2 separate regions of the Mus musculus genome follow, and region 2 is linked to region 1. Evidence: chromatin contacts called from public HiChIP or PLAC-seq data. All regions are on one chromosome and are shown on one strand. Each heading gives the region's core, a stretch centred on a gene start, on an enhancer-like site or on the middle of the called end of the contact. The rest is flanking DNA. Distances are from core to core; before and after follow the strand shown.

Region 1 (5,807 bases), core at 1,723-4,222:
AATTACCCTTTCCTCTCCAGTTGTTTTGGATCGATGTTCTAACACAGCACTAGAAGGCACTCTGGATACCCACTGCGCTATCACCCTAGATCCCCAACATTTGCTTTTCATAGGTGCTGAGATGAGTGAGCTCTGAGCAGAATATGAAGAGAGTGGGTTATCCTATACATTCAATCACGTAATCACTCAGCCAACCAGCCTCTGGGAACATCTTCCCCACCAGACACCGGCCGGGGAGCTGCAATCTATTATACAACAGACACCATGTGGGGCAAGCAGGACACTCATCTATGCTGGAGGTGAAGTCAGAGGAGGGCTCTCAGGAGAAAAGCTTCTAACCAGAGACAAGAGGATAACATATACTTAAAAACATTTGAAGCTTTAAAGCTTTACTCTTGAGAGTCAACAGCTAGACATCCAAATGTCCATCAGCCACAGGAGAGGTGACCTGTGACAGTCACATGGAGCTTCACTGCTAGGAAAATGAGCAAGCCTTGCTACAGACGGCTCTCACAAATAGACCCAGTAAACCAAAGAGAGCCAGACACAAAGGGCACGTGCAGAGTAAGTCCACATGTGCAAAACCTGTCTGCAGCATCAGAGGTCAGAGCAATGGGTGCCGTGGGCTTTATAGTGATTGGTTGAAGATCGGAGCAGGGCAAATAGGTGCTGTTTATAAATCTGGACATTAGATACAAGGTGTGTTTACCTTGTAAAAATTTTAAGTTGTATGTTATCGCTTACACCACACACACATCACACACACACACACACACACACACACACACACACACATACATATATATACATATACATACACACACATGCATACATACATACATACATACATACATATTTTCTTTCTAGAATCTTTTTTAGAAAATCTTACAACAAAACAATTTTGAAGACCAGCGATAACCTGGCAAATCTGGGTCAGGCTTGTCCTGGATTCCCTTAGCTCCTGCCCTTCACTGTCTCTCTCCATCTTCACCCTGTATCTGGGACCCTTCCTAATCCCTCATCATACTCTCTCACACACTAAAGCTAACAGGAAAACATCAACTTTATTAATTTATACTAAACTGTCCATGACTAATTCAACAAGATTTCCCTTCCCTGAGGTAGTTCCCTTTTTAATAAAGCAGAATTAATGACTTAAAAGTCATAACCACAAGACAACGTGAGCAGGTAGGAGAGTGGAGAGACACAGCCCTATCCCCACAGGACTCACCTGAGGCCATGAAGATCGAATTTTACACCACCAGCTGCCTCCCTCCCAAGAGAATGGACAGTGCTATCTCAGCTGGAACCTCTGAGAGTGTGGCTTTTGAGACAGGAAGGCAGGCTTTGGGGTGAACCCCAACAGATGACATAAACATTAAAATGTATTAGTGGAGAGGAGAGCAGAGGACAGAGGTTTGGCAAGATATCTCCAGTTCCATCACCAGGGAAGAGACCTCTGACCTCTGCCTATCAATTGACACAGCTGACTTAGTACACCCTGGCTAGCTTATGGTATTTAAAGGGCAGTCCCTGTGAGCCCCCTTCTCATCTGAGCAACTGCAACAGGCTGGTGCAGACTCCATAGCCAAGTCACCCACTAGAGCCTATAGAGACAGAGGAAGAAAAGATGTCTGAGCCACAGCTGGCCCACTCTCTGGTACCCACATATCTTCCTTGTCTTGGAATGGGATAAAGAAGCAGGAAAAGAGACCATGGATGCTCAAGTCCCTGACATCCCTGGTTACCATTCTCCTCACTCCCCTCCATCAAAGCAGAGCTTGGCTGGAGTGAGGCGTGGGTGTTGGCAGCCTGCTTCCATCCAGCAGGACATAGAAGGTTGTTCAAGCTGGCCACCTCTCAGAGGCTGGAAGATCACCTCTTGGTTTGAAAGCTTGTGCTTGTGCTAGGCAGAGATCAGCAGAGAGGAGAGAAAGATGAGGTTCCCTGAAGTTCCCACCAGTCTGCCAGGGTCTCCTCAGAGACAGTGCCGTGGGTATCTGTAGCCAAATTCCACTCCGGCTTCTTTGGTCCCCAAAACCCCTATCAGAAGATTTCTAGCTTCTACTCATAGCACCAAGTATCCTAAAATTCACTCTAAGTACGTCCCCAAAGGAGCAGGGTCTCTCTCAGCAACATCCTGGAGAGGGAAACTGATAGGAGAACCACATAGATCTGGATGTTCTTTCAAGAAAGGCTAGGGCCATGCCCTGCAGACAGAACATGCAGGGTCTCCCCAACATGGGACCCGAAGGGAGCACAGGCCATTTCTGCCTCCACCCATTGAGAAGCACTAGACATAGCAGAAAGGAGAGGCTCTGGAGTAGAGAGAGCTGAGTTGGAATTCCAGCTCTACCTACTACAAGCTGGGGAGCCTTGGGTCAAACCCTGGCATGTCATACCAAATGTACTGGCTGCCACTTTTAATGGCTAGCAATAGAAGGTGCTATGAAATGCAAGATACCAGTGTCCCCTCCTACCATTTATTAAGTGGCTGACAACATGTCCGGAAATGCCTAGCTCTTCTCTCTCTCTCTCTCTCTCTCTCTCTCTCTCTCTCTCTCTCTCTCTCTCTCTCTCTCTCTCTCTCTCTCTCTCTCTGTCTCTCTCTCTCTCTGTCTCTCTCTCTCTCTCACACACACACACACAACATCACACACATGCACACACACATAGCAGTGGGGGCTCACTTCAGAGATGAAGTTCAGAGGGGTACACCAACTATCTCCACAGCTTAAGGAGGGGCCAAGGTGCAAATGCATATTTTCTCACTGTTATGACATAGATCTTCACTGTCCCCCACAAAAGTCCTCATACCACGGCCTTGCTCGCCATCCAGCAGTGCTCTTGTGTAGTGATAGAGCATCCAGGAGGGGAAGTGGAGTCTAGTGGGGGGAACTTAGGTCTTTGTTGCCCGCCTGTTCTACAGCCATTTCCTCCGAACTGAAGAAAAGAGGAAGCCTCCTAAGACTCAGGAAACTGGAAACTCACGAGGGCCAGGAAGCTCTGGCAATGTCCATGGTTCAGAGGCCCACGGTAACAACTGCTGGAAAGAGGACTGACAGGCAGAGCTGTCTGAAGATTGGGAAGGGGGCTTTCAGGGTACAGCTTTTGTGGAGGTGTCACCCATGCTGAAGAAGACTTTTCAGTGACCCGGCTGTCTTTGGCCCACCCATGGTCCTGGAAATAATCCCAGAAAACTCGCCAGTTCACTGAACTAGACTGAGGCGAGATCCTTTCTCTCCAAGCTCAGTGTTTTCTCTGAAGTAAAACGGCACACGTTGGTGTCTCTCCAAGAAAAACTTCCTTGATGGTGCTCAGGAAGGGGCTCTTGGGGCCCTAGCTCCTCAGGCTCCCCACTGTCATGAGGACATCATCTCTCTTTACTCCCCTGCTCGCTCTCCTCCATGACGTTCTGCCTCCCAACAGGCCCCAGAGCAACAGCCAGTCAGCATCCATGAAGCCATGACCCTGAACCTCGAGCAGAAATAGCACCTTCAAGTTGCTTTCCTTGACTGTTTTCTCAAAGGGACAGAAAGCTACCTCCAGCTTCTGCATAGCAGACCAAATGCACTGCCCCACCCTGACACCCCCATGCTCACAGATCTTCCATTAGCAAAAGCAAAAGAGGTAGGCAGTGTGACCTTTCAGACACCCTGGCAAGTGCTCTTTCAAAGCCCCTCCGTACCCAGACATGCTCTCCTGCCCACAACCACTTCCTCCCAGCCAACAGCCACAGTGGCAGCATGGAGAGAAACAGCCTCTCGGCCCCTTCCCTGCTCGTGCTGACAGCGGCACACAGCCTTCCTCACCTTGGCCATATATCACTTTCATTTCCCTCTTTCCTTAGAAGGGACAAATCGGTGCAGTTTTAATGTCAGAATTTATCTTTATTAATAGCAGTAATAGTTAAGAGCTTCTAGGCCCCCTAACTGAACACCACTGGTGGCAGGCGCCGAAGCCTCGCAAAGGACAGTCACATACTTGAAGCATCTAAGCCATCGAGCTAAGGGCCATGCACAGAAGCACACACATGCTCACATGTCCTGCAGGGTACCACACACCTGGAAGAAGACAGTGTCTGCAAGGAGCCTCCCTCAAGCAGGAGCCTGTCTCTCTCCTCCCACTGCAGAAAGGCTCGGGTCCCTAAAGGCTAGACGTCTCATGAGGCCTGGTCACAGTCTAGCCGGTATGTCTGATTTAGAGAGTGGTAAATGCTTGACATGGCTTCAAATATTTAAGTACTTTAAATATGTGATCATGATAATTACCTGGCTGATGGCACTTCATTCTAAATGAAACTCAAAGCTGAGGAGACGCTGACGTCATCGGCTCTGAAAATACTGCACTCTCGTTTGACTCTAATCTTCCCCCATTACACTGCTGGCCCTGGGGGGGGGGGGTAGCTCCCACCCAAAAAAAGGAAATGGATTTAGGGTCTGATGGCCAAGGTGCCACATCTGATCGTGACTGTGGAAGAGTAACGAGAAAGTAGGCATTCAGTTCACAGCATAGCTGGGGTGAAAAGGAAACGGGGTGCAGCAACAGGCACCATCACCAACAGAACTATCACCAAATCCCATGGAGGCAACCTTGGCAGTTGATGGCATACTCTGACCCCACCCCCACTCCAGGGTCAGCACACAGGAGGGGTGTGCCTAGGGGCCTTGGAGAAGTCTGATCCCACACAGGAGGGGTGTGCCTGGGTGATCAGCCTCTCCAGAAGGCTGACTCCTGCCAAATGCAGAGGCATCTTGGGTGTGGGCCTGGGGTAGGAAGCTTTGCAGCCACCTCAGAACTATATCTCAGCTCAGGGATGCTCCTCCACCCCAAGGCCAGGACACACTGAGTCCTATAACCTGAGTGTTATTCAGGTAAAAAAAAAAAAAAAAAAACAAGAGGACAGGTGGGAGGGTGCAAGGGGAGGGAGTGACAGGGGACAACTGGAACAACATCAACACCATCATTTTGCACAGCTTGAGCTAACCAGGATATAGGACCAACCAGCATAGCAAGGCCCTAAGAGCTCTCACTGTGGAGCTTTGAGTGGTCTTACATTCCAACAATGGCCTGCTTTTGCTTAAGATGTGGGAGGTGGAGGGGAGAGAGGGAGGGGAGGGAAGGAGAAATCATTCAGGTGCATGCTTTGGGCTGGCTCCTCACCCATTATCTCAGCCCTTATACAAGCATGGCATGGGGGCCTTCATGGGAACTACTGTAGCAAGGTGCCACAGACTGGCAGCAGAAGTGCCGGCATGTTAAGGGTCTGGCAAACACCTCTTCCGCTTGCAGGTAGCTGGCTGCCTTCTACGCAAATGTTCACATGGTAAAGGGATTAAGCAAGCTTTGAAAGGTGTCTTTCTTAAGGACACCAGTCCTTTGGGTGACCAGATTCCATACTGGTGACATGACCATAACCCCTAAAGCCCTCACCACCCAGTACCTCCACTTTAAGGTTAGGATATCAACATGGATTTTGAGGGGACACACCCATCAACAGGCATTGCCATTATCATCAATCATTCTAGGTGAGATGCATAGAGACCTTAGGAGCTTGACAATAACACCCAGCAGTGCTGAAGTCCGTGACTCCACCCGATCCCAAAGTCCGTGTTCTCACTCTGTATCCCACCATTCTCCATGACTGGGGTCCAGGCATGTGAAATCCCATGGGCACCTTTACATGCCCAGCACTAACTGAGGAGCTCTGTGGGGAAAGGCAGCATAAGACACGACCCCAGTCTCAAACAGCTTCCAGTCGCATCTAATAGCAAGCCCCGTATTGATGAGGCCATCATAATCATAGT
Region 2 (5,807 bases), core at 1,735-4,234, 110 kb after region 1:
CCTGGCAAGGCTAGTAGCCGACACAGCCTATGGAGGGAAAGAGGGGGAGGGGCCATACCGGGAATACATCCCAGATGCCCAACCTCGACTACCAAATCCATTGGCGGCAGCCTTACAAAGCAGAGCCCATCCAGGTTTTACAGGTGAGGAGAACAAAACTTAGAGAAAGGTTAGGCAGCTCTGCCAAGGTCATGCAGGAAATGTTATGGGGATAAGAACTCAGGTGTATCTCCAGTTAGCAGCTAGGGTTTCTGCTCTTCCATGCTATGGAAGGTTCTAGCAACTCAAGTGGTTGTACAGGGCAGAAAGGAGAATGGTGTGAATGAGGCCATGTGGTGCCTGTGCTGAGGGATAGACAGTTCACTCCTGAGGCCGTGATGTGACATGATGCCGGGACCCACATACAGAGGGCCATCAGTGCTAAGCAAAAGCCTGTGTTCTGTATCCTGTAGCCCACGGATGAGGAGGGTGTCTGAGATAGGGACCCGCTCTGGAGACCAAAGTGGTCATCTACACTGATGCTGGGAGATTCCATTAATAAAAGGGTGAACGGGAAGCATAAGCTGGGAGGGGCTTTCCGGGCAGCCCAGAGCAAGAGCACTGGACTACGAACCAGAGTCTGCTGGGGCAAGTATAGTTCTCTGAGCTTCAGTTCCTGTGGGCCAACCAATTTGGCTGCTGGCAGACACAGCAAAGGCTACTGAGGATGAAGTGGGCCGGCTGTGCAGCATCCAGAGGCCTGCAGAAGGCTGTCACTCAGAAGGGACAAGTACTCTGTGGTAGGACCAACACGCCTCTTCCAGGCACAAAGCACAGCACAGCTACCCTCCTCGTCAGTGACTCTGGCTTCCTGTTGGGCACTGGGCTTTCTGGCTCACCCAGGCCTGCTTACCCTCTTCCTATCTCTGGGAACTGAAGTCTCTAGAGAGCAGCTGCAGCTCCTCCAGAAAAAATGCACTTCCCTCTGTCATGCAAAAGTTCTCTCTGCATTCTAAGGGAGCCCAGACTGGAAGGCTTTAGAACAAACTTTCAGAGCTGAGAAAGCTTCCGTCAAGATTGAGATGTCTATTGGAGAAAGGGAAAACATGAAAGCCCAACTCCCCCCGTCCATCAAACCCACTCTGTCCCCCACTGCTAGAACCAACCCTGCCTTCAGGTCTCAAGTGGCAGGTCCAGGAAAACAGAGGGTGGCGCTGGAGACTGACGCAAGGCTGGTGGGCAAGCCCAGGCCACAAGAAATGAACATAATCTGGAAAATTAAACAAACCCAGACACTGTAACGTGTGCATATTAGATTAACTCTCTAAAGGGTCACGACCTTGAGGAATACATCCAGCCAGTGAGGAAAATAATAAACCTGATTAACGATGAAGCATGAGCCACGGCCTCCGCAAAGAAAGCCAGCCTGAAGAGGCCCGGCGGAATTCCAGGGGCTTCCTTCCCTGGCAGAGCTGGAACTCAGCCGACCTCTCCAGCCCCTTGCCACCACTAGGACACTCCAGGATCAAAGCAAGACAGGATTGCTCCCTCTCAAGCCACACCCCTGCAGCTCTGACCCAGGGACTACAAGGCTAGCTTTTCCAGGTGCTCCCAAAAGGGACACTACCACCAGACGACCCACTGGAGCCAAAAAGAAGATAGTTCTCTTTGTCCCTGGCAGGGCTCAGATCCTCTTGGCCAACCCTCAGCCCTCCTGCCCTGGTCTCAAGAGATACCTACTTGTCAGGCACAGTGGCCAGGCCCAGCCAGAGTTCCCCTCCTCTTTCCAGACAGCCCAGGCCCCTGGGAGACATGCCCAGAAGAGCCACTGGAGGGAGGCAGGGAGGTGGCACCGCGTGGCATCACCAGACAACAGCACCAAGAGGAAGATGGCAGCATCAAGTACAGATGCCAAGAACCACACAGCCCAAGGTCCAAGAGGGGACCAGCTCAGCCTGCATAGCCTGGCTACAGCCAGGCAACCTGGCCCGCGTGCCTTGTCTATCCCTTTGGTCGCGCCTCCCCCAACCCCAAAGCCCTGGGCCAACTCTCCCCAGGCTCCACCTCCTCCCTCACTTTCCTCAGCTCCAGGGAGCCCAGGGAGGGAGGCACAGGTGCTCTTGGCGCCTTGGACAAACCCCCTGTCCCAGCCGTCACCAGGGCGCCTTCCACCCCAAGCTGGGTCGGAACCACTCCGGCTCTGCCCGGTCCTCACTAAAGAACATCTCCTTAGCTCCCCTCCCCCTCCACTGATCCCCTTCCCCCTCCAGCGCCCAATGCAGGTCTCCAGAGTTTTTCCCTTACTTCCCACTCGGGTGAACTAGGGTGGGATGGCTAAGAGGCCCATTAGTCGCAAGAAGGAGGGTCATTTCTGATAGGACGCTGGCTTGGCCCAAAGCAAGACGGCGTGCAGGGTTGGGGGTGTGGTGGTGGCCGGAGTCCAGGGCCCGAGCAGGGGTGGTCAAGACAGATGGCAAAGAGGGAAGGGAGAAGGGGGCTCAGAAGCCGGGCTGGTCTGATGGAAGACTGTGGCGGGCAAGAGCGGCCCGTAGGAGAAGCCGAGGGTGACGAGGCGGGGTAGAATCGCCAGTGTCGGGAAGGGGCCGTCATCCCTGCAGGGGGCAGAGGCTGGGCTGGGAGTTGGACTGGGAAGAGGGAGGATCACAGAAGGAGGATCGGAGCGGAGGAGAGGAGGCGCAGGGGGAAGCAGGCAGGGATGGAGACTAGGGGAAGTACGGGGCAAGGTGGCGGGGGCTCAGCGGAGAATCCGGGGTCGCAGGCATCAGAGTGCAGGGGACTGGGCAGCTGGAGGCGGGAGCGGGGCCAGGCAGGGTGCGGGCCGCGGCCCGGAGGGAGCTAGCGGCGGAGACGTCAGAAGTCGGGGTGCGGCGCAGCCCCGGGGGGCGCGGGGAGACAGCGTAGGGCGCCGGTCGGGGGCGGCGCGGGGGCTGCTGCCCTTACCTGGGCGGCTCCGCACTCCGGGCGCCAAGCTGGGGACCCGACGTTGCTCGGCCGGCGGCCCGGCTGTTGTTTTCCCTTTTTTTTTTTTTTTTCTTTTTTTTTTTTTCTTCCGCAGCGGCGGCGGCGGCGGCTCCAGCTCGATCCGCCAGCAGCCGAAGGCAGAGTCTGTGTCCGGCTGCGAGCGAGCCGGGAGCGGGCAGCGCGGGAGGCGCGCGGAAAGGCGCTGAGGCGCCGCCCGGCGGGCAGTGAGGGAACTGCGGCGGTCCCGCACGCGGCCGGCCGGGGAGGGGGCGTCCCTTCCGGGCCGCGGCCGCCGGAGTCTCCGCTCGCCGGCGGGGTCTTTAGCTGGGGACCCGGACCTAGGTAGCCGAGCGGCGAGGCGGGGAGGCCGGAACAGACAGAGCCAAACTTGCAGCTTCCCTGATCCGGACGATCGGGAGACGGCGGGCCGGGGATGGGGGGGCTCCGGGTGGGCGCTGCAGAGGACTGACCCCCAAGTGAGGAGCTGGGGTACACTTCACCATCCAGCGCCAAGGGGCAGCCCGCCCTGGTCCGCAGGAGTTATTAGCTTGGCCTGCTTCGGTGGGCGAAGGGCGACTCCTGGTGGCGTTTTAGGGGCCAGACCTAGGGGACGAGGCGTAGAGACTGCGGCCTCCTCGGTGGTGGCGCGGAGCTGGGTGAAGCTTTGCTTTAGCAAGGCCAGATAGACCACAATGTTTCAGGAGGCCGAAGAACCACAGCTCACGTTTGGAAGTCTACTGGTTTGTGCACACAGACCTCCTGGGAGAAGTTGTCACTTTATGCTACACATAAGGAAACCTCGGCCTAGGAAAGGTGAAAGACCTAGCCTTCACCAGGAGCTGGGGGCTGGACCAAGAGAGAACCAAGCTACTTGGTTTGAGGGATCATTTGGCCACATCATAGCAGCCTTGGGGTGGGTGGGTGGGGGGCTAGAAAAGGAGAGGGCAGAGGAGCAGGAGGCCTCAGGGGGTCAAGTGACTTCCTCAAACCGATTAGTTCCTCATTTCAAACCCAGAGTCTTAGCCGTAGACAAACCCGGAAAGCATCTAAGCCAGCCTCCCAATCGTCTCCCACTCTTCCTTCACACCTAACCACCTGCTTACCCTAAAGTCTCCACGAAGGGGCTGTTCTAGGCATTCTTGGTTGGTTCTAGGGCCTGGGAGGACAATATACACGGACTACAGGATATTTGTTGACACTCCCTATATCATGCCGGGAGGGCAGCAGAGCTGAGTTACCTGCTTGGGGGGCTGGGGGGGGTGGCGATTGTGGTTGTAAGAGCCTGTTCTCTCTCCCACCTCCTCTCCCAGACTGGACTTTATGAGTGCTCTGTTGGCACAGGACCGGCCACTCTGGATAGCTCCAGTCCCTTCGGTCTTTCCTCAATCAACTGTCAGACGGATGTCAGGAACACAAGCTACCTGACTTTCTACTGACCTAATAAAACCAATCCATGAGGTTAAGTTGAATCCAACCTGCCTCAGCACAGGTCAAAGGTTTCCATATTGGATAGGATTCCATTTCTTCAGTCCAGTTTTTTTTTTTTTTAACATTTATCCTGTGTCAAGACTACACCATTTATTCAAGTGCCATTCCCAAAGGCTTTCACATCAACTTGGCAAGGTGGACCTTACCCTGCCTTCTGAATGAGTTGAAGGTGATCTGTGGGACACTCCTATCCTATCCTGAGGTGACTGCAGCGCCTTTCCCTGCCTTGGAATGCTAGAACCTGTTAGCGTGAGTGAGAGGACGGTATCGGTAGTGTATGCAGAACCTGCTCTGGGCTGACAGCAGTGAGGGGCATCCCTGTGAGCAGGATAAGTTATTTCACAGTCCCTGGTGACTTCAGAGTGACATGCATGGTTCTTAGTCTACTGGAAGAATTCAACAACAGCACGCCCATAGAGGTTTAAGAGTTAGGACAGGAAGATAATTCAATATGAAAAACGTTTCTTCGTATTCGTTGGCCTTGGAAGCTCATTCTATGAGCCAAGGGAGGTGTGAGGGGTTGGTTTTAAGACTAGTAACCTGTAACCTGCTGGTAACCTGCGGCCTTGTGAAAACTCCCGTCTCTTCACTTCCTGTGAGGGTAGATTGTCTTCTTTAAGTCTCTGCCCATGGAAGCAAAGAGACCTTGCAAACCAGTGCCGGAAAAGCCCACCTTCATCCTTACTTAGCGATGCCCTAGCCACTGCCCTTTCTCCCCATCCCCATCCACATAGCTGTGGACATGAGATATCCAATGCTTGGACTCTCTCTCTATTCCTCCGTAGCCAGTACCACTTGTCCAAATTCAACCCCATACCAGGTAACTTCTAGAAGCAGGAAGCTCAGTCCAGATCGCCTCTGGAGAGTAGGGAGAGATCAGACAACAAGAGCTGCCTCACATCTTGAATGGTAAAAGCAGAGGAGATGGAAAACGAAGCCCTCTTGCCTGAAGCATCACTCACTGCCAGCTCCCATGCTGGGCTAGACAGACAGAACTCTGTGTACCTGGCCATCCTGATTAGCTGGTGGATCCAAGTTCTTCGGTTGTTGGTGCCTGTATAAGCTTGTTCTCCAGTGTTTATTTTTAGCTCTTCTCTCTTTGTATTGGCCTCAGGTACAGCACAAAGAGAAGTGCTTGCTCTGAGTTACACCTAATGTATCTATCCCAGAAGCACCCGTGAAAGCTCAATACAAGGTGATGATGACCTGCCTGCAAAAATTGGGACCAACTGAGACCCCCAGCGACCAAATAGCTTGTCCACACATGACCTGCTATCCTCTCTTGGGGACTGTTCCAATCATTTCCAACTGGCTCCAGGTTTGAAGGGCTAGCTCCCTTAAGTCTTTCCTCAATCAAC

The links. HiChIP or PLAC-seq counts read pairs in DNA pulled down with a chosen protein or histone mark.
Region 2: an H3K4me3 HiChIP or PLAC-seq map of microglia shows a contact between it and region 1, with 4 times the contacts expected there. The contact joins the promoter of Grik4 here to the enhancer-like site in region 1. A contact is called at or near these places in 5 of 39 promoter capture datasets (the 3T3-L1 cell line, cranial neural crest, frontonasal cranial neural crest and 2 more), 4 of 484 Hi-C or Micro-C datasets (cerebral cortex, differentiating spermatogonia and embryonic stem cells), 6 of 115 datasets of contacts at active chromatin or transcription factors (bone marrow-derived macrophages, craniofacial prominence, embryonic stem cells and 2 more) and 3 of 9 other capture datasets (adipose tissue, embryonic stem cells and pancreatic islet).

The regions. Positions count from the first base shown.
Region 1 is chr9:42,834,784-42,840,590 of GRCm38.p6, forward strand. The region is part of intron 1 of Grik4 (glutamate receptor, ionotropic, kainate 4); the gene reads right to left. Among named protein-coding and RNA genes, the nearest start is that of Grik4, 110 kb to the right of the region's middle. Within about 2 kb of position 2,973, at least 60 of the 459 cell types and tissues checked have an H3K27ac peak or open chromatin away from gene starts, as enhancers often do. A contact at or near this core is called in bone marrow-derived macrophages and microglia, where this site is marked.
Region 2 is chr9:42,941,387-42,947,193 of GRCm38.p6, forward strand. Grik4 (glutamate receptor, ionotropic, kainate 4) reads right to left here and starts at 2,985. Exons shown (of 21, transcript NM_175481.5): 1 at 2,941-2,985.